2 separate regions of the Cricetulus griseus genome follow, and region 2 is linked to region 1. Evidence: chromatin contacts called from public Hi-C data. All regions are on one chromosome and are shown on one strand. Each heading gives the region's core, a stretch centred on a gene start, on an enhancer-like site or on the middle of the called end of the contact. The rest is flanking DNA. Distances are from core to core; before and after follow the strand shown.

Evidence for each region. Hi-C and Micro-C count contacts between places; a contact is called where the count stands out from the background.
Region 2: a Hi-C map of liver shows a contact between it and region 1, with 1.9 times the contacts expected there. The contact joins two enhancer-like sites. A contact is called at or near these places in 2 of 8 Hi-C or Micro-C datasets (the CHK-Q cell line and liver).

What each region holds. Positions count from the first base shown.
Region 1 is chr3:68,119,585-68,124,358 of CriGri-PICRH-1.0, forward strand. All of the region lies in intron 3 of Fam53b (protein FAM53B), which reads left to right. Among named protein-coding and RNA genes, the nearest start is that of Fam53b, 48 kb to the left of the region's middle. Within about 2 kb of position 1,892, at least 2 of the 6 cell types and tissues checked have open chromatin away from gene starts, as enhancers often do.
Region 2 is chr3:68,187,168-68,191,941 of CriGri-PICRH-1.0, forward strand. The region is part of intron 6 of Lhpp (phospholysine phosphohistidine inorganic pyrophosphate phosphatase); the gene reads right to left. Among named protein-coding and RNA genes, the nearest start is that of Lhpp, 43 kb to the right of the region's middle. Within about 2 kb of position 2,909, at least 1 of the 6 cell types and tissues checked has open chromatin away from gene starts, as enhancers often do.

The sequences.
Region 1 (4,774 bases), core at 642-3,141:
TCTCCTTCGATCCATTGGAAGTTGCTTTTTTGCTTTCAGCTGGGCCAGTGGGCTCCTTGCTTCTCCATTAGCCCAAGTACTGGTACAGTTGATAGCGTCTCTCAAGACACATATATTCTTGTCAGCCACTGAGGGAGGGGCTGCTGTGTCTTTTGTGTGTCTTTTTCTCTCCCTCCCTCTCTAATACCCTCAAGCTAGTAGTGAGAAAATAGGGCTGTGTGAGTGATTCTGGTAGGACAGGCCCAGAAGTCCTTCCAGGACTGCCAGTTTTTCTTGCTTCTATGAAAATACTAAAGTCTCACTTAGAGGAGACAGTGGTGGCAATTATCAGGGAAAGGACACAAGAAAATAGGAAGTAGGGAAGTAGTCATCCTGGATACCAGAGATGTGTGCTAGCTCTAGGGGTTCCCTCTAGACTCACCCCAGCCTGCCAGATAATTACAGAGACATCCATGGTTCCATCTCCCTGGAGTCACCACCTTCACGTCTATGAGCATCAATTATTAGTGTATATGTGTCTCTATGGGGCACGGACCTACAGGGTTCCACTTAGAGTGAACATTGCTACCAGAGGACATTAGCCAGTCAGGCTGTGGTTGTGACCAAGCATGATGGCTGTGAATTAGCCTGAACACCCATCTGTCAGGCCACCAAGGTAGCAGCCCCCCCAGACTGGCTGTCCTGTAGGAAGGAGGTTTTAGCTTTGTGAAGGGTAGCATCTAGGCCATGCCAGACTGCCCATCTGTTGAGACAAAATTGGATCTCTGCTTCCCTTTACCTTACCCTCAAAGCTGGCCTGTTTGTTTTGTTTTGTTTAATCACAGTATCCAGAGAAGGTGTTGGCATGAGAGTGAAACAGTCCTTGTGGACTTATCCACATGCAAGGCCCAGCTTTCCTGTACTTCATGAAGATCTCCCTGGCCTGGTTACAGGACAGATGTCTGTGGCAGCCACACCCGGCAGGGCACGGTTCCCTGGGGTCTTCTAAATGCCCAGGGATGCAGGTGCTGTGTTTTTAGGTCCTGCCAAGCTTTTAGGCAGAAATGAACAAAAGGAAAAAAAAATAAACCTATCAGGAAATGCACAGTTATATTGAGGTGTGTCCCTGGGAAAGTCAAAGCCACAGAGACCTGCCCTGGCCAACCCTTCTAGAGCCTGTCGGGGAACTTGCAAATGGGAACACACAGAGGCCTTGAGCTCGCAGCTTCTGCATGGCAGTCCCCAAGGTGAGCATCACCATTCCCTTCATGTCTCTTTGAGCCACTCAAGTGGAGATGTGAAGACTTCTACTCTGGGTCTGTCTGGACAGAGCATACCCTGAACTGGGCCAGGCTTCACTACTAAGGCAGAGTGTCGTAGTATACCCCCCACCCCACCCCCACCCTCCCCACCCCCGCATCAGAATCTTGAGGCTCTCCTGCTACCTTTCTTCCTGTCCAGAATCTTTACCTCTTGCTGGGATCTGCCCCAGGTCCAGCCTGCTATCAGTGGACACTATGGAACCCTTCCACTGCAGACCCCACCCAACTGCCTGGGAATGTGACACCAGGGGCTCCTTCTCAGGTTGAAGAAATGGGTTGTTTTTTCATTTTTTTTTTTTTTTTTTTTTTTTTGAGGTGGAAGGGCAGGCTATCCTGGCAGGTACCCAGCAGGCAAGAGTCCAGGGTTTTTCTTTCTCAAGGACACCAAAACAAAGCAAGTGTTTTATTTACTTCCAGGTAAAGTCTCAAAAAAGGTGGCCCTCTCTAACAGGTCCTCTTCTGTTAGGCAGGCTCAGAGGACATCAAGGAGCCGCATACTTTGTCCCTGCTACTCACCTCTGCCTCTGTGGGTGGAACCAGCTGAGCCCAGAGAAGCAGAATGTGCCCAGGAATGTCCTGCCACACCCGATGCCCGTGGGCATGTCCCCAGCCACTTACCCTGCCTGGGCACGCCGGGACATGCTAGCCAAGCCCAGCTGGATACTGCCCTGTGCATTGCCTCATAGGACTCCAGTGGTCAGTGAGAGCCTGTGCAGCCCTTCCTTCCTTGCCACAGCGCACCAGATGTTCTGCCCCTGGTGACTTGTGAGTGGAGCCAATGGGGCCTCACTCTTTCTCACTTGGGATTTTTTCATCATGCTTGGTGCAGCAGGGCACTATTGTTGGTTAAACCTTTCTGAGCCAAGCATTGCACATGATTTCATCTGAGTTTGGATATAAGCCCTTAAAGTATGGCTGTGTTTCCCCATTTTACAGACTGTAAAGAAACTCAGCATGCAGCCTAACTCTAAGGTTAAAGACAGGTTGTGCCCTGTGTATACTTCTTTCCCTACTGGGCCTCACACATGTTAGGCAAGTGCTTACCACTGAACTTCACCCCAGCTCCTCGTCCATCATTTTCAACCTCTCACCCACCCACCCACCCATCTTTTATCTAGCAGGCATCTGGGTGAATTAATGTATACTGGTTCTTTGATTGAGCTCTATGCAGGTGACAACCCACTAGGATTCTGGAAACCTTCCCAGGTATGGGGCTCCAACATGGATGGCATGGGGTTCCCTCTGCTGGGCAGAGAGGCTGGGGGGGGGGGCTTGGTGGACATTTTAGCTATCTTATGAAGTAGGGTGCATTTCCCAAAGGTCAGAGAATGAGTAGATGCTATAAGGTCAGCAAGGTCAAACCCTTGGGAGCACCTTTCCATAGAGGATAGATAGAGACTCAGAATAGCTAGGTGTGCCTGCTGACCCCACATAGAGCACATAGAGCACTATTAGGATTTGACCCTGAGCTGGAAGGGAACCAGGCTGCCAGCCACAAAGGACAGCCTTGGAGGGCTGGGGACTACTTCTGATTTGTCTTTGCTCAGGTAGATGGGTCTCAGGAATGAGACAACTGTTTCCACAATGCTTACTTGCCTATTCTTTAGGAGTTAATTTGCCCTCCGCACTTGAGTCTAGCACTTTGAACTTGGTCTCTGCGTCTCATCTGAAAGGATAGAGATATGACAGGAGGAACTGGGGTGCATTACCACACACATTGAAAGTGTAGACACCAGCCCAAGTGTGTCTTCCACATTTGTGCTGAAGTGTTCCCCCAGAACCCTGTGACAAGCTAGATTTCTCTTACTCACTCTGGAGATCTTCTGGGTGAGCCAGGTACTGTCTTTGGAGTCTAAAAAGCAACATTTCTCCCCTTGGACAGGAAGCCCTATCCATTCTAGCCCTGGGCAGGCAGGCAGGCAGGCAGGCAGGCAGGCAGGCAGGCAGGCAGGCAGGCAGATGCAGCAAGAACATTGGATCCTCATGGCAGCAATGTCCACCAAGGTGTCCCAATCCTGTGTTTTGCAAAAGGACCCAGGGGCATGCATGAAGGCTCTGGGGCTTACCATAAACAGGCAATTGTCTACACAGGCATGCCTCCCTCCCCCTGGTTCGCGTGGCCTTTCTCTTGTTTTCTCATTCACAGCTCAGATTTAATTGGTGGTACTAGGTAAAGAAAGCTGGGCATGGTAGGCTTTTTGTTGTTGCTGTTGTTTGATTTGGTTTGGTTTTGTCCATATAGTTTTGTAAAAATTCTTACCAATAAAGAACAGGAAAGGAAAAAAAAAAAAGGTGAAAGCTTCTTTCCTAAAAAATACGAGCTGACTGGAGATTTTTGTCCTCCATCCCTAACTTAGGATGTCCTCTCCTGAAATAAAAAGCTATACAGTCACGTTTTTAGATAGTACACTCAAGTTTGGGAATTAAGAGTAGTATACAAAGAAACCCTCATATTTTCCAAAGGCTCAACTGTCTGTCACTGTGACAAAAAATACCAGAGATAAACACCTTAGAAGGAGGAAAGGGTTGTCAGGCGTGGTTGCTTAGGTCTGTGGCAGCACAGATGCATGGTTGAAATGCATGGCAGAAGCGGTCTATTTAGCTCATGGCAACTGGGAAGGGAAGGGAGGAGACTAGGGTCCCAGTTTTCCCATCAAGGGCATGGCCCCAGGGACTTAGCTTCCTAACACGAGGCACCACCCTCCAACAGGTTTATCCAACTCTTCCTGTCTAGCTCTGAATGCAGTGTAATACAAAAATTTTTAAACCTACTTAAAATAATATGAGCTACCTTGTGAGTAATTTGTTTGTTTACTTTTTGGTAACCTGGTTGTGCGTTTCTCAAACTTTGTAGATTACAGACTTTGTAGATTGTATTACAATGTCAAAAAGTTGGACATACCACCAAGGTGCCACCCCCTCCCAATATTGGCACAGAATGGGTGGGGTCTGAGCCTTCAACATGTGAACCATTAGGGGGCATTCAGCATCCAAATTACATCATGCTCCTAAGGCCACACAGAGATCACTAGTCATTATTCTCTATCCTTACACAGAAGGATTTGAGTTGTACAACCCAATTTGCACCTATATATTTTCTATGTGTTGGTATTTGGTCTGTATGTGTGTCTGTATACCATGTGCATGCCTGGAGCCTATGGAGGCTGGAAGAGGGCATCATATCCCCTGGAATTGGGGTTACAGGCAGTTATGAGCCACCATGTGGGTACTGGGAATTGAACTCTTGTTCTCTGGAAGAGCAGCTAATGCACTTCAGTCCAGCACCCCACAGGTGTTTTTGTGTCCTGCATGAACTGCCTCCTCTACTTTCCCAGCTAGCTACAGGCTATTTGTTTTGTGGTTAAGCCTGCTTTTTATCTAGCCCCACTCATGACCCTGACCTGGTTCCAGGCTTCAGTTGTGTTCTACAGTATGTGTGACTCCTTTGGGATGTGGCAGCCGTATCTCCCATA
Region 2 (4,774 bases), core at 1,659-4,158, 69 kb after region 1:
AGTCTGTCCTAGGGCATGAGTATGTCCTGGCAGGTCACCTAACACTGGTGGAGTGACCCTTGGTGCTGCCCAGGGCTGTGTGTACCCAGGAAGCTGAAAGCTAGCAGAGTGAAGGGGGTGTAGGGTACTTTGTCTGGTCTGGCCTGAGAGCAGTGAAAGCCAGAGCTAAGCGCATGCCTCTCCCAGCTTTGTACGCCAGAGGAGGCCTCCCGCTCCCATGCATGCAAATCCAGATCTCCCCATCTGTGGTTTCTGGGATGGAGCAGAAACCCTTCACTTCTTGGAAGTCAGGGGTGGGGACTCTGCTTCCCGTTGTGAGCCTTCATCTAAGGACAGCTCTGTGCACGTTTGTCATGTACCAACCCTCATTGGAGATACAGCCAGCCCTAGACTTAACCCTCCTTGTGGTGTAGCCTATGTCTAGCAGCCCTGATGGCCCAACACCAGAGGTGGCCACCCCTTAGTTATAGTGTTGGTTAGCTTGATAGGAGCAAGTGCCCCCAACATATATCCAGCTGTTGGTGGCCCCCAGGCTGGGAGTTTAGGTCAAAAGGTAGGTATCAGAAACATCCTGCTTGCTGTGGTCAAGGCTCTTCTCATATTAAAAATAACACATATGATTAATGCATAACATGTAGCAAAAGCACCCAGACCCTGGATACACACAGTTCTGTAAGCTAATGAATGTGCTAGCCCTTCCAGCATCTTCTACTCTCCAACCCTCAGATGCACCCTCCTGATAGCTAATAGCAGGGACAGTTTTGTCTGTCCCGGGACTTGCTATAAATGGAAACAAACCATGTCTGCTGTTCTTTCTCATGGTCAGACTTTTAAAGGGGCTCTTGTAGGGCTGGCAATTAGGCTGTGTGATGCCTTTCTGCCATCTACGGTGGGAAAGGCCCCTCAGAAAGCAGGAAAAAGTCACGTGTGAGCAAGGAGCTTCCTCTGGGCTGGATGGCATGGGGGTCAGATCTCCCCCTTCTTGGAGGCTTGTGGCAGCCATAGCCACAGGCACCTGTTATATGCCCATAGGAATGTCAACCCTGGATGGAGTAAGTCTGAGGGGAAGATGATGGAGTCTGGGGTCCAGCTAAAAGCCTGTGGGAGGACAGGACCCTCCACCCCAGTCAGGGATTTCTGCCTCTCTCAGTATGTGTCCTGTCTACCCTACATATGGCCTTAACCCCAGGGTTGCAGAATATTGGCTGAAATGGGGGAAATTATCCCTCCTTTTCACCTCTCATATAAGGACTTATGTCTGGGTACCTATCCCTCCAACAGGCCTTGACAGAGGATGGTGTGCACTATACCCTGAGATGGGTACTGGGTAGCCGTAAGGGTGGCCTGGGTAGACCTTGGTCCTATGAAACATGCAACACGACATTGGCCACAGAACAGCTACATCATAGCTGCAGTAAGAACTACAGGATAGGAGGGCCAGAAGGATCATTGTGATGGGGTCCAGATGTGCAGGACACAGGTGGACAGCAGCTGTGAGGTCAGGCAGGTATGCCCTCCAAAACCTCCCAAAGAAGGTGAAGGGGATCAGCAGGGAAAATGTGGGATTGAGAGGCTTGGGCCAGAGGAGGCAGGACCGTGCGAGCCCCAGACTTGTGCCTAAGCATTTTCTTGAGCTACAATAACTTCACATACTTTTTGCTTCTGGTTTCAAAAGCAATGAAAACATCTTCACAAGCCCCTAAACCATGGCAAGTCAGTCCACACAGCCTAGGCACCAGCAGTAGAATCCACAGGAACCAGCAAGGCAAATGAAAAGCATGGCTACCCTGGGCTGGAGTGCCAGGCTGAGCACACTGCCAGGTTGCACAGTGCCTGGGAAAGAGCTGTTCCAGAACTGCCCACTGCAGCAACTGCCCTCAGAACACAGGGGGAGCAACCTGAGGGAGGGGCAGAAATGAGAGGCTCAACCGCAGTGAGCACCCTGGCTGCCATGGCACAACGTTCTCCTAGCTGGTAAGACTTAGTGCTACCCCAAACCAGAGGGGAATCTTGCCAGAGTTATGGCCAGGTGGGACTGGGGACGTTGGAGCAGTGAAGGTCTGCTGCAGACCCTGAGCTGGGCATCAAGGTAGAGAAGGTACCAAAAACACCTCCAGTCTTGTACCAACTATCTACTACATCTGACTGCACAGCTGGCTTCAGGCTGGCCATGCCTGCTACCCACTCTCTGGGCCTTGATTTATGACATCCCTGAAGCCTCCATCCCAGAGGTTGCTTCTGATCATGTGGGCAGTGGTGTGATGCCCACCACCTCCCCGGAGTACCTCACAGCACATGTGCCCTGGACTATTCTCAGCAGCTGGAAAGCAGTGGGAAGACGGGAAGTGGGTCTTTTAGAATCACTTGAACTCTGGGGTCTACCAGGTTGAACTGTTCCTGAATTTGAATTATTTAAACCCAGAGGCAACTGAGTTTAAATAATTTACTATATTTACTTTCTAGGGTTGTTCCAAGGAGCTGCACAGTGTCTCCTGGCACCCTGTGAGTCTCGCATTCTTTTAAAGGGATGGCTATTGTTTTTATTAGGAAGCCAGGGAGTCTGGGCCACCTGGCGGTCTCCAGCAGAGCCAGGACTACATTCCAGGGGCCAGACTAAAGCCTTGGCTTGCCCACCTCTTGTCCACAGCCCACTCTCTCTGTCTCTCTCTCTCTGTCTCTCTCTCTCTTTGTCTCTCTCTCTGTCTCTCTCTCTCTGTGTCTCTGTCTCTCTCTGTCTCTGTCTCTGTCTCTCTCTCTCTCTCTCTCTCTCTCTCTCTCTGTGTGTGTGTGTGTGTGTGTGTGTGTGTGTGTGTGTGTGGTGTCTTTCTCAGTCAGGCAGACACCGGCACACCAGCTGGGACACTCACCCATCCCAGTACTTCAGTGTGCTTCCTTCCATCTGGCTGCAGCAGCCCTGTCTGAGTTGGCCTAGAAGTTTATTTTAAACTCTTTCACGTGGAAACACTAAGCTTCCTCTTTACTGGTGGGATCCAAAAAGGTTAACCCCTTCCTCTCCGGGCTGGCTAATGCCTGCCAGAAGGCCTCCCCCCCACACACACCGAGAAAAACAACAACCAACAACAAGCCTTACACACACTGTTGGGGATCCACTGCCCATGAACATCTGTACCCATGAGAGCTGGGACTCTTGGTGGCACACTCCAGAATTGGACTGCTCCACTGGGAGGTGAAGAAGCTGACAGAGAGGTGTAGGAAGGCCAGGGCCAGAGCAGCCTGCTATCCACAGACTCCCCAAACTCAGCCTCTCTCTTTAATAGGTCAGGTCAGAGGTTCCCAACCTCCCCCTGTTTTTAAGGCAGGATAACCATCTTCCGTGGTCCAGAAGAGTGAAGGAGTAAGGAAGAACTGTTTATGGCACACTACGGGGAGAAACTTCTAAGTGTCACCATGGTCCCCAGGTTCTGAGAGACCAGGGTAGAACTGGAGCTTGTCATCCACAGCCTGGGAAACCTGAATGGGCCCCTATTGGTTCTGCAATGTGAACACCTTGGACTTCAGGAAAAAGAACGTGAAACTGCTGCCTGCACGCTTCATAACCACTGTTCCTGACAGAGTTGGGGCTGAGCCATGGTGGAACATGGGATGAAGGAGCCTGGAGGCCACCACGGAACTTCATAGTTCTCTCCAAAGTGTTCTGGGAGTCACTAGAGAGACCCGAATGGGATTTGTGTGAAACATCATATAAAGATAGCTATTTGGAAAATTCCAAAATGCTGTGGAAATAAGAAGGTTGGGGAAATTCTTTGTAATTTTTGTACGCGCGCGTGTGTGTATATGCGTGTGTGTGTGTGTGTATGTGTGTGTGTGTGTGTGTGTGTGTGTGTGTGTGCACTCACACATGTTCATCTGTGAGAGTGTGGGTGTGCCTGTCACTGTGTGGCAGTCAGAGGACAATCTCAGAGATTAAGACAGGGTCTCTGGTTATTTGCTGCTGTAGACACCAGGCTACCCCTGGCCCCTGGCCCGTAAACTTCCCATGATTCTACTGACCCTGCCTATTGCACTGTAGGAATACTGGGATTACTGATGCTCACTGACACATCTGGTCTTCTGTGGGTTCTGAGGATCTGAACTCAGGTCCTCATGTTTGCAAGGCAAATGCTTTACTCACTGAGCCATCTAACTCCCAGCTCCTGGAGCACATGTTTGGGGTATAGATAGAAAGAAGCTAGTTACCACATGGTGTTAAAAGTCACCCTGCCCCTCTAGTCCCCACTCAGAGCCAGTGGAGGCCCCTGCTGGTTGAAGGACACTGAGATTCCATCATAAGGAGGCCAGGCAAGGATCCTTACAGGACCTAGACAAGCTTAGGAGGTAGGTGGGGACACATGGGAACAGGGGTGGAGGGGCACAGCATGGACAAAGGGCTCAAGAGACAAATTAAGAGGGGACAATAGGGGACCTGGTGGGCAAGGACTCTCCCGACACAGGGACCCGGCCTTTCTCCTCTCTGACAATGGCAGGGACCCCAGGACCAGATCACCATTCCAAGGATTTTCCTCCGGTGATGGTGCCAGCTCGAGAAGAACAAAAAAGAAGCCTCCATGGGTCACAGAACTTGCTTTGGTTCTTGAGAGCCCAGCCTGCCCTGAGTCTAGCAAGCTAGCCTGACCCCAAATATGACAAAACCACACAGCAGCAGGGGAGCAAGAGGTGGTGAGCATGCATGGGAGTGAGTTGGGAGAACAGAGGCATGGATGTGAATAAGTGAGTGTGTGTGTGTGGGCGGGTGGGGGGGGCTGCCTGTGAGAAT